Regions from separate parts of the Rattus norvegicus genome. Here region 2 is linked to region 1. The links are chromatin contacts, called in public Hi-C maps. All regions are on one chromosome and are shown on one strand. The core of a region is the stretch at or near the end of the contact, and the rest is flanking DNA. Distances in the headings are between cores, read along the strand shown. Region 1 overlaps Sox13 (SRY-box transcription factor 13). Region 2 has its middle 78 kb from the start of Sox13.

What was found. Hi-C and Micro-C count contacts between places; a contact is called where the count stands out from the background.
Region 2: a Hi-C map of liver shows a contact between it and region 1, with 3 times the contacts expected there. The contact joins two enhancer-like sites. A contact is called at or near these places in 7 of 12 Hi-C or Micro-C datasets (the A7r5 cell line, Schwann cells, kidney and 3 more) and 1 of 1 datasets of contacts at active chromatin or transcription factors (oligodendrocytes).

Annotation. Positions count from the first base shown.
Region 1 is chr13:47,380,543-47,384,938 of GRCr8, reverse strand. Sox13 (SRY-box transcription factor 13) reads left to right here. Exons shown (of 14, transcript NM_001105952.1): 14 at 141-1,794. The coding sequence ends at 414. It overlaps Etnk2 (ethanolamine kinase 2), which reads right to left. Exons shown (of 8, transcript NM_001419594.1): 8 at 3,839-4,396. Among named protein-coding and RNA genes, the nearest start is that of Etnk2, 20 kb to the right of the region's middle. Within about 2 kb of position 1,863, at least 5 of the 93 cell types and tissues checked have an H3K27ac peak or open chromatin away from gene starts, as enhancers often do. A contact at or near this core is called in liver, where this site is marked.
Region 2 is chr13:47,502,969-47,507,238 of GRCr8, reverse strand. No RefSeq gene overlaps it. Among named protein-coding and RNA genes, the nearest start is that of Sox13, 78 kb to the right of the region's middle. Within about 2 kb of position 2,783, at least 2 of the 93 cell types and tissues checked have an H3K27ac peak or open chromatin away from gene starts, as enhancers often do. A contact at or near this core is called in liver, where this site is marked.

The DNA.
Region 1 (4,396 bases), core at 614-3,113:
CACAGGGACCAGCGTAGGCCGGTTACCCAGTCGGGACTATGGTTGAACCGTGTACCTGTGAGGCCTGGAGAACAGCTAGTGGGGAGGGCCGGGAGGGCTCGTGGGTACATCTGTAATCTCGACTTTTCTCTGCCTCTCAGCCCGCAGGCTGGCCAGGCACAGGTGAGCTCAGATATCCTGTTCCCTCGGGCAGCAGGCATGCCCTTGGCACGTCCACTGGTGGAGCACTATGACCCCCAGGGCCTGGACCCCAACATGCCTGTCATCATCAATACCTGCAGTCTCCGGGAGGAAGGGGAGGGCACAGATGACAGGCACTCGGTGGCCGATGGAGAGATGTACCGGTACAGCGAGGATGAGGACTCAGAGGGTGACGAGAAGAGTGAGGAGGAGCTGGTGGTACTCACAGACTGATCCTCAGCTAGCTGGGCCTGGCCCGTCACCGCTGGGGGAAGAGAACTTGTTCCCAACCCGACAGGCACAGCCAGCCTTCCTGAACTATGTTGGTACTTGGACTTTGGGCGTGCCCAGGTAATGGGTGAAACCGCGTTTGTAGATACATTCCCCAGGCGGGGCTCCTCCTCTTCATCACACCTCCAGGCACATCTGAGGAGCCAACGGCCTGGCTGGGTGGGATTCACGTGGCTGTGGTGAACCAAGCTGGCTGAGGGTTTTAGCCCTTGGGGCGAATGGCCTGGGACCACTGGGTGTATACCCTCCTGTATGTCCACCCACTCGAGGGGATGGCAGGGATATACCTGTCCCCTTAAGGTCACATGCTTTGTTTCCATTTTGTCTCGGCCCAAACCAGCCATGGTGGGACAATATGTCTGCCCTAGAAGCTCCCAGGTCACCCCTGTGTCACCTGGGTTACTCTGTACTCTGTGCAGTCTGGCTGTCCCGTCTTTGTCTTCCAAGTCCACGTGCCTCTGGCTGCTGTGTGTCTGTGCGCAGCTCACGTTGTCATCCCTCCACTCTTGGCGGAAGGTATTTGCTGGGTGGTCACTGTGAGCCAGGCGTGCTGGTGAGATCCGTGATGTGTGTCTTAATGCTTCTCTGGGGGCTTCTTCTGTGTTCCTTTGTCCCCAAAATGCTACCTCTTTGTCAGTCTGGTGTCTCAGGTTCTGTGTATTTTCTTTCCATGTGCATTTTCTCTCTTCCTCTGTCTGTCCCTGCTCCCTCCCACCACACCTGCTGTATCTTCTGGGTGTTTGTAGGGCCCAGCCTGCCCCTGGGACTGGCAGTTTCCTGACCCCATGACCCCTTTCCTCCCTTCTGACTTTGCCAGTCAGTTCCCATGGAGCCATTTTTAGCTCCTGGGACCGTGAGAGCGTGCCTAGGCCTCCAAGGGGCTCTGCCCCAATTCCCAACCTGTGTCCCCAGGCATGGGGGTCTTTTGTCAGTGACAGCCCTGCAGAGGGGACTCCATGGCAGCTGGTCTCCATCCCTTCTTCATGAGCTTAGGGTGGGTTCTTCCCTCCCCCACCTCGTCCTGGGGAATGGGCTCCACTCGTTATAAATAAGCTTTCTGGTTGTGTACCAAGAAAATCAAAGACCATCAGCACCCAGCTTCAAAGATCTGGAGCTGCCCTGGGTCAGGGAAATGATCCCAAACCCCACATGGCCGGGCGCCTCCCTCCCCACCTCTGTTGACCCCATTTCTCTCCAGACTGTTTCTTTTTATGACTGTAAACATAGATAGTGCTTTATTTTGTTACTAAGAAGATAATGATGAATAACTTAACCAGCATATTTGTTTTCTGATGGTGTAATAAAGACCGACCATTTCAGAACGTGCCCTTGCTCTGCTGGGAGGCTGGCCTGACCACATTCCCAAGGCTGGCACCAGCCGGTCGCTGCTGCCCCCTGGTGGTAGCATGTGGGAGTGTCAGGCAAAGTGTCTAAAAGAAATGGCTCTGACAAGCGGGGAGAACATAGGGCTTGTGAAGGCCACATTGCTGAGGGAGGCACTGTAGCAGCCTGGAGGAATGGGCTCAGCTCTCCCCCTTTGGGAGAGGAAGCCACTTGAATCCAGTGAGAGTTGTGGGCTCATCCGGCAAGAGGGTTCTCACACAAACACCCAGGAACTCTCGTGGGCTCCCTGCCTTTCAGGACTCCATGACCTTACACTGGAATGGGGATTTCAAAGGCATAGTTGTGAAAGGATCGTCGCTGGAGACAGGGCTGGAGGAAAGGACAGAATTCCTCAAAATTAATAGGGTTCTCTAAGACAGGTCTTGGTTAAATTCATACCATCAGCATGGTGTGGGAGAAAACAAACTGAGCTTGTGAAAGAAATGGGGCAGATTAACAAAGGTGGCATGTGTCCCTGAGGAGGGGGGCGATGGGGCGGTATATGTTCCTCACAGGCACAGTCCGAGGTGTGCCGGTCCAGTCCAAACCCCTTCTTTAGGAAAGGCTGCTGCATCATCTGGAGGGGGCCGGAGTCAGCCTTTGAGAATGAGGGCTCCTGATGGAGGATCCCTTAGAGGAATGGCCAAAAGGAGCCAGGGTCATCCAGTCCACCAAATGGGGCCGGAGGAAAAAGACTGGCAAAGGTGGATGCTGTGTGTTGTGGGATTGAGCCTGAGCGCTGATAGTCTCAATGTTCACTATTTTGGCTACAGACAGACAGACAAGACGGACAGACAGTCTCTCTCCCTCTCTCTCTCTCTCTCTCTCTCTCTCTCTCTCTCTCTCTCTCACCCTTACCCTTCAGCAAAGATGTGGGGAAGTATAGGGAACTTAAGAACTAATGGTGCACACTTGCCACCAAAGGGAGTTTCTTAATTTTACATGCTGGTGAGACAGTGGATAAAGCGGGATTTAGACCACACACTGCCAAGAACTGGGGCCAGTCAATGAGGGACTGTCCTGACTCCTGGCTCTGTCCTTCAGAGCTCTGGCTGCTGTTTCTTGCTGTCCTCACACTCCTTGGTGCCCTGTCCGGCCCTGACGCAGGGGCCAACAACAAAGAGACCTGCCCTGGCTTCTGAAAACGTCTTTGGCCTCTGCCTGGCCCTGTTAAGTGGCCACTAGGGGGAGCTGCTTGACTCAAAACCCCTAACTTCACTCCAAACTCTCAACTCAGACAATTAGATCCCATAACCTACAGTTGGTCCTGAAGGGTCTGGGCCCTCACCACCAAAGGCATTCCGGGTACCTTTGTCCACAGGTCTCACCTAGCTGCTGTGCTGTCGCCACCCCAAGCCCTCTGGCCAACTGGAACCTCATCCCTTCCCGTGAGAAGCAGGGCAGGGCAGATGGGCAGAAGCAGGGACAGTGTTCTGGGCAGCTAGCCACAGGCTCACCTAGCCCCTGCCCACCTCCGCACAGGCCCAGGGTCAGTCCCAGGAAGATGGCCTTGGCCTGGAGCACTTGCCTAGGGAGACAAGAGGGAGGTGGGACTCAAGCTTGATGGTGAAGGAGCACAGAGTCCTCTGCTATCCCTGCCACTCCCCATTCATTGTAGCACTTGTCTTCAAGGGGGTGACACAAACTACACATGTCCACCCTCGCAGGAGCTCGCTCCACCCTGGTTCCAGGGTGGCTGAAGAGAGTAGGGTGGGCGTGGCTACATAATTCGTCCACGACCATCTGAGTCAACAGGTGACCGACCGTGCGGACCCCTCCTTCCCACTCTGGCACCATTTGTATGCCTGGGCATATCTTTTCCCCCAACTCCTCCTCTATGGCATAGAGGTGTACAGGCTGTGCCTTAACTCAAGCAGGAGGGAACGCCAATGGCATAGCAGAAGGGAGGCTGAGTCTGGCCCAGGTTCTCCACGTGCATACAACAAGCCAAGTGGCACTCCAAGCCACTGCATCCAAGACCACATCCAAGAAACAAACATTTTAATGCAGAAAACCATGATAATCTACAAATGAATCACAGTGGAGGCCTATACCGGACCCCCTCAGGAACTGTAAGGACTGGGACGTGGACACTGAACTGACAACACCGTCAGCATCTGGACATGCCCAGGCAGCTGTGCTGGCCTCACGGCACCTAGGCCTTGCCCCCTTGCCTTCCACCATTCATTCCCCAATGGGAAGACCAGAAGTTAAGTTCAGAATAGAAGGGGGAGAGGTGGAGGATGCTGCTGGCTCTGGTACCTGCCCCATGACTCAAGGCCAGGCCTACTCCCAGGTCTCTGTCCCTCTCCTCTGCAGGGACCTAGCAGGAACACGAGGAGGGGACCTAGGGAAGGGGTGGCTGGATGGCATCTGGCTTGGAGAAGTTGGCAGCCTCAGATAAGGCAGCTGCTGGAGGAACTGTCAGGTGCAGCTGGGACCTCTCCCCCCAAGATGACAGCTGAATTGGCTTCCTGCTGGCTTGGAGCTCAGCACCTCTCACTGGGGCATACATGGCTCAGCTGGAGGCTGGCACCAGAGG
Region 2 (4,270 bases), core at 1,534-4,033, 120 kb before region 1:
TCTTCTTCTTCTTCTTCTTTTTTTTTTTTTTCCGGAGCTGGGGACCGAACCCAGGGCCTTTTCTAGGCAAGCGCTCTACCACTGAGCTAAATCCCCAACCCGGCTATTCTTTTTTTTAATGTAAGTTAATTTTCTCCTTTCAGTGGAGATGTTTGCAGTGTTTGGGGGTAACTAGGTTGTAGTAGGATGAGGATGTGGCCTTCCTCCCTTAGGCTGGTGTTTAGACCACTAGTCTCCTGTGTTCCCACGAGAGTAGCATGTTCTGTGCACCCCTCACTGTCCAGGGTAGACCCACTCTGAACACAGTAACTGTCAACCTCAGAACAAGCAACTTCTAGGCAACGTCATTTTAGGGAGGAAGGGGCATCGGTAGCAGCTGAAACATTAGCACATACTGATAGCTTAGCTTGTGGAAAGGAGAGAAAAGAATTCCAGCATTGAAACAGGGATTTCTACTGTGCTGGCAGAAAGTAGAGGAGGGGACTTGAGAGATGGCACAGCTGTTAAGAACATTCATTGCTCTTACAGAGAGTCTGGGTGCCCAGCACCCACATAATGGTTCACCATCCATCAGAAACTCTTGATTCTAGATGATCTAACAATCTCTGGAATTCAGCGAGCATTAGGAATGCACATGGTGCATAGTTTAACATGCAGACAAACATAAAATTAAGCATCTTAAAAGAAACACAAAAAAAATAAAGAAAAGAAAAAACACGGGCTGGGGATTTAGCTCAGTGGTAGAGCGCTTACCTAGGAAGCGCAAGGCCCTGGGTTCGGTCCCCAGCTCCGGAAAAAAAGAACAAAAAAAAAAAAAAAACAGAGGAGGAGGAGGCTGTAAATAAATGATGGAACTATGGGGTAAAAGGGAGAGAATAGGAGAGTTTCAGTTAGCCAGGCATGGTAGTGCACGCCATTGATCCCAGCGCTGGAGAGGCAAAGGACAGCCAGGAATACGCAGAGAGACCTGTCTCAAGAAAATCATATTAAAACACAAAGAATAACTATATATAATATATGCGTTATATATATGTATATGTGTGTGTATATTCTGTGATCTGACAGTATGTATATTGTATTATATATTTTCTATGTTATCTGGCAGTGTATATATTGTATTTATATGCATGTATATGTATATATATTCTACATTATCTGACAGTATATTTATATGATATTGTTTTTATATGTGTATATATATATTCTATGTTATCTGACAGTGTGTAAATATAGTATTATATATTTTTATGTTATTTGACAGTGTATTTGTATGATATTGTGTCTATGTGTATGTATATATATTCTATGTTATCTGACAGTGTATTGTATGATATTGTACTTATATGTATATATATTCTGTTATCTGACAGTTATATATATATTGTATTTATATCTATGTACGTATATATTCTATCTTATCTAACAGTGGATAGATAGATAGATAGATAGATAGAGATGCTGTCAGACAGCAGAAAGGTCAGTCTCTCAGGAGGTTAAGCCTCCGAGATCCTGCAAACCAGGCCAGGCTATGTTCTTTGCAAGAGAAATGAAAGAACAAAGAAAACCAGATATAAGTGTACAGGAAAGAGAGTGAAACCTGACTGGCCTGACCGCTGCGGTCACCCTAGGAGCTCCTCCACCATCCACAGCCTCCATCTTCTGAGCCCTAGACGCTCACCTGCAGTGAGCGGGTTCCACTCTCCCACTTAAGATGCTTGTGTTACAGGGGCTCGCTCGGTCCATGAAAGAATCTTCCTTCACAGAGTCCCAGAAGCTGGCAGTGCTCTGTGCATTCCCAGCAGGGCTCTGGAGTGCTGTTTGCAGTCTGTGTGACTTTGGTCCCACTGGATTTCCCCCTCCCTAACTTCTGAACAAATCTGATTCAAAGGTTCGTTTCTGTAGTCTAGCAGGATTCTATTAGCCAGGTTTCAGTCCCTGTGAAATTGGGTCTGAGTTTGCTGAGTGTCCTGAGCTGCCACATCAGTGACGCAGAGGGGTTTTGGTGGGCTGGTTGTTTTTGTTGTTGTTGTTGGTGGTGGTGGTAGGTGTTTTGTTTTGTTTTGTTTTGTTTGGTTTGGTTTGGTTTGGGTTTTCGAGGCAGGGTGTCTCTTAGTAGCCTTGACTATCCTGCATTTCGATCTGTAGACCAGTCTGGCCTCTAACTCAGAGACCGTCTTGCCTCTGCCTCCCGAGCGCTCGGACTCCTGGCTGACACAGAAGCATTTTTAAATGGTGTCTTGCTTCTGTTTTGTCAGGCTTCTCCAGCTAAGTATCTAGTGCTGAGGGAAAGGGCTTTCCTGGCATCTCCTGCTAATGCACTGGGCATGGCCTTTAAACAACGATGTCGAGACTGGCTGCTGCTCCTCTGATAACTGCTTGGTCAGCCTTACCTGGAGGCTGGCAGGCTTGGTGTCATTGCCATCCTGAAATGCCAGGGTTCCGGGAGCGGGTCAGAACACTCAGTTCAGACGGTGCTAGGGACTGAACCTGGGGCCTCGTGCATGGTTAGCGGGCACTCTACCAGTTAAGCCACAAACCCCGGTCCTCAGCCATTTTTATGCAGAACACAGCTAGGCTTGGCGTATTATTGATCTATTGATCTGGAATATCAGAGTCTTATTTATACTCTCCCTTTCAGCGTCCTGTTTGGTAACCTTGAATTGGACCTTGTCTTATTGAACCTTGTCCAACAATCAGATTAATCTGATTGGCCTAGTGGTCAGGCAGTGGATCCCCAGGGAGTGCCAGGTAGCATGGTAAACACTTGGAACAGCTGGAAATGGAGAGAGGAAAGGGCCTGGAGGAGCCTGCCTTGTGGTACCTGCTCAGAGAGGGGACTGATGAACACAGAGTGAGTGAGGGTGCTGGAAGGCGCTGAGTGCCTTCATTGAAGGAAAAAGCTAATTGAAGAGCCTGGGAGAGCGGGCCCAGGCGAGTGTGGCATCTGAACAAGACAGCAGGAGTCGCTAAGTCAGCCTCTTGAATACCTAAGCACACGCATTCCACACGGAGGGAGTAACTGCTCTGAAAGCCTGAGGCAGGCACATGCCTGGCGTGCGGGGAAAGCCATGTGTCTGGAGTGGTTAATGATACTGGTAGATCCGGCCAAAGGAGCATTAGATCTGGTTACGTCAGGCCTAGAAGCCATTGTATGACCCAGAGTATTTAATCTGAGTGACATGGGAGTTGTGTCAGAATATTTTTAAATCATTGCATTCTGGTCTATGTGTATGCGTGTTTTCGCTGCATACAAGTCTGTACACTACATATGTGACAGGCGCCTGCAGAGGCCAGAAGAGGGCGTCAGATCCCCTGGAACCGTGTTTATAGACAGCTGCAAGGTGCCATTGGGGGGTGCTGGAAAGTGAACCCAGGTTCTGTGGAAGAGCAGCCAGTTTTCTTAACACCAGATCCATCTCTTCAGCTCCCACTGGGTCAGAATTCTGAACAGAAGAGTGACAAACCTCTTATAAAGATGTCAAGCAGCCATGCTGAGAAGAGACAGCTGTCAATGGTGCAAGAGTTAGGTGGTCCGTTACAATCCTGCTCTTCCAAACCACCGTGACAGTGACCATGGGGAGAGAACTGGAAAATGGTTAGAGTCTGGGGACACTTGAGGACCAAATGGATGTGGCATTTTGGAGAAGAATATCTTCAAACTAAGTGGGTAGTCTGGACCTAGAATCCCCAGGCACTCAGGAGCTGAGTCAGGAGGATTGACATGAGTTCGTGGACAATCCTGGGTGTGCAGTGAGACGCTGAGTCTAGAAAAGACAGGGTTGGAGCTAGACAGATGGCTCAGTGCTTAAGAGCACGGACTGCTCCTCCAGCAGACCCATGGTTCAGTTCCCAGCATCCACGTGGTGGCTTGCAAAGGTCTGTAGCCCCAGTTCCGGGGGATCTGATATCCTGTTTGGGCCTCTGCAAGTACCAGGCACACCTATACACATTGTGGAGGTTCGAATGAAAATGGGCCCCCTAGGCTCATAGGGAGGGTGCCATCAGGAGGTGTGACCTTAGTGGAGAAAGTGGGTCAGTGGGAGTGGACTCGGAGGTTTCAGATGCTCAAGCCAGGCCCAGTGTCTCACTTTCTTCCTGTTGGCCTCAGACCCAGACGGAGAACTCCCAGCTACCTCTCCAGCACCATGTCTGTCTGCCTGCCTGCCGCCTTGCTTCCCGGCATGACAATAAGGGACTAAACCTCTGAACTGTAAGCCAGCCTCATTAAGTGCTTTCCTTAGTGAGTTGCACTGGTCATGGTGTCACTTCA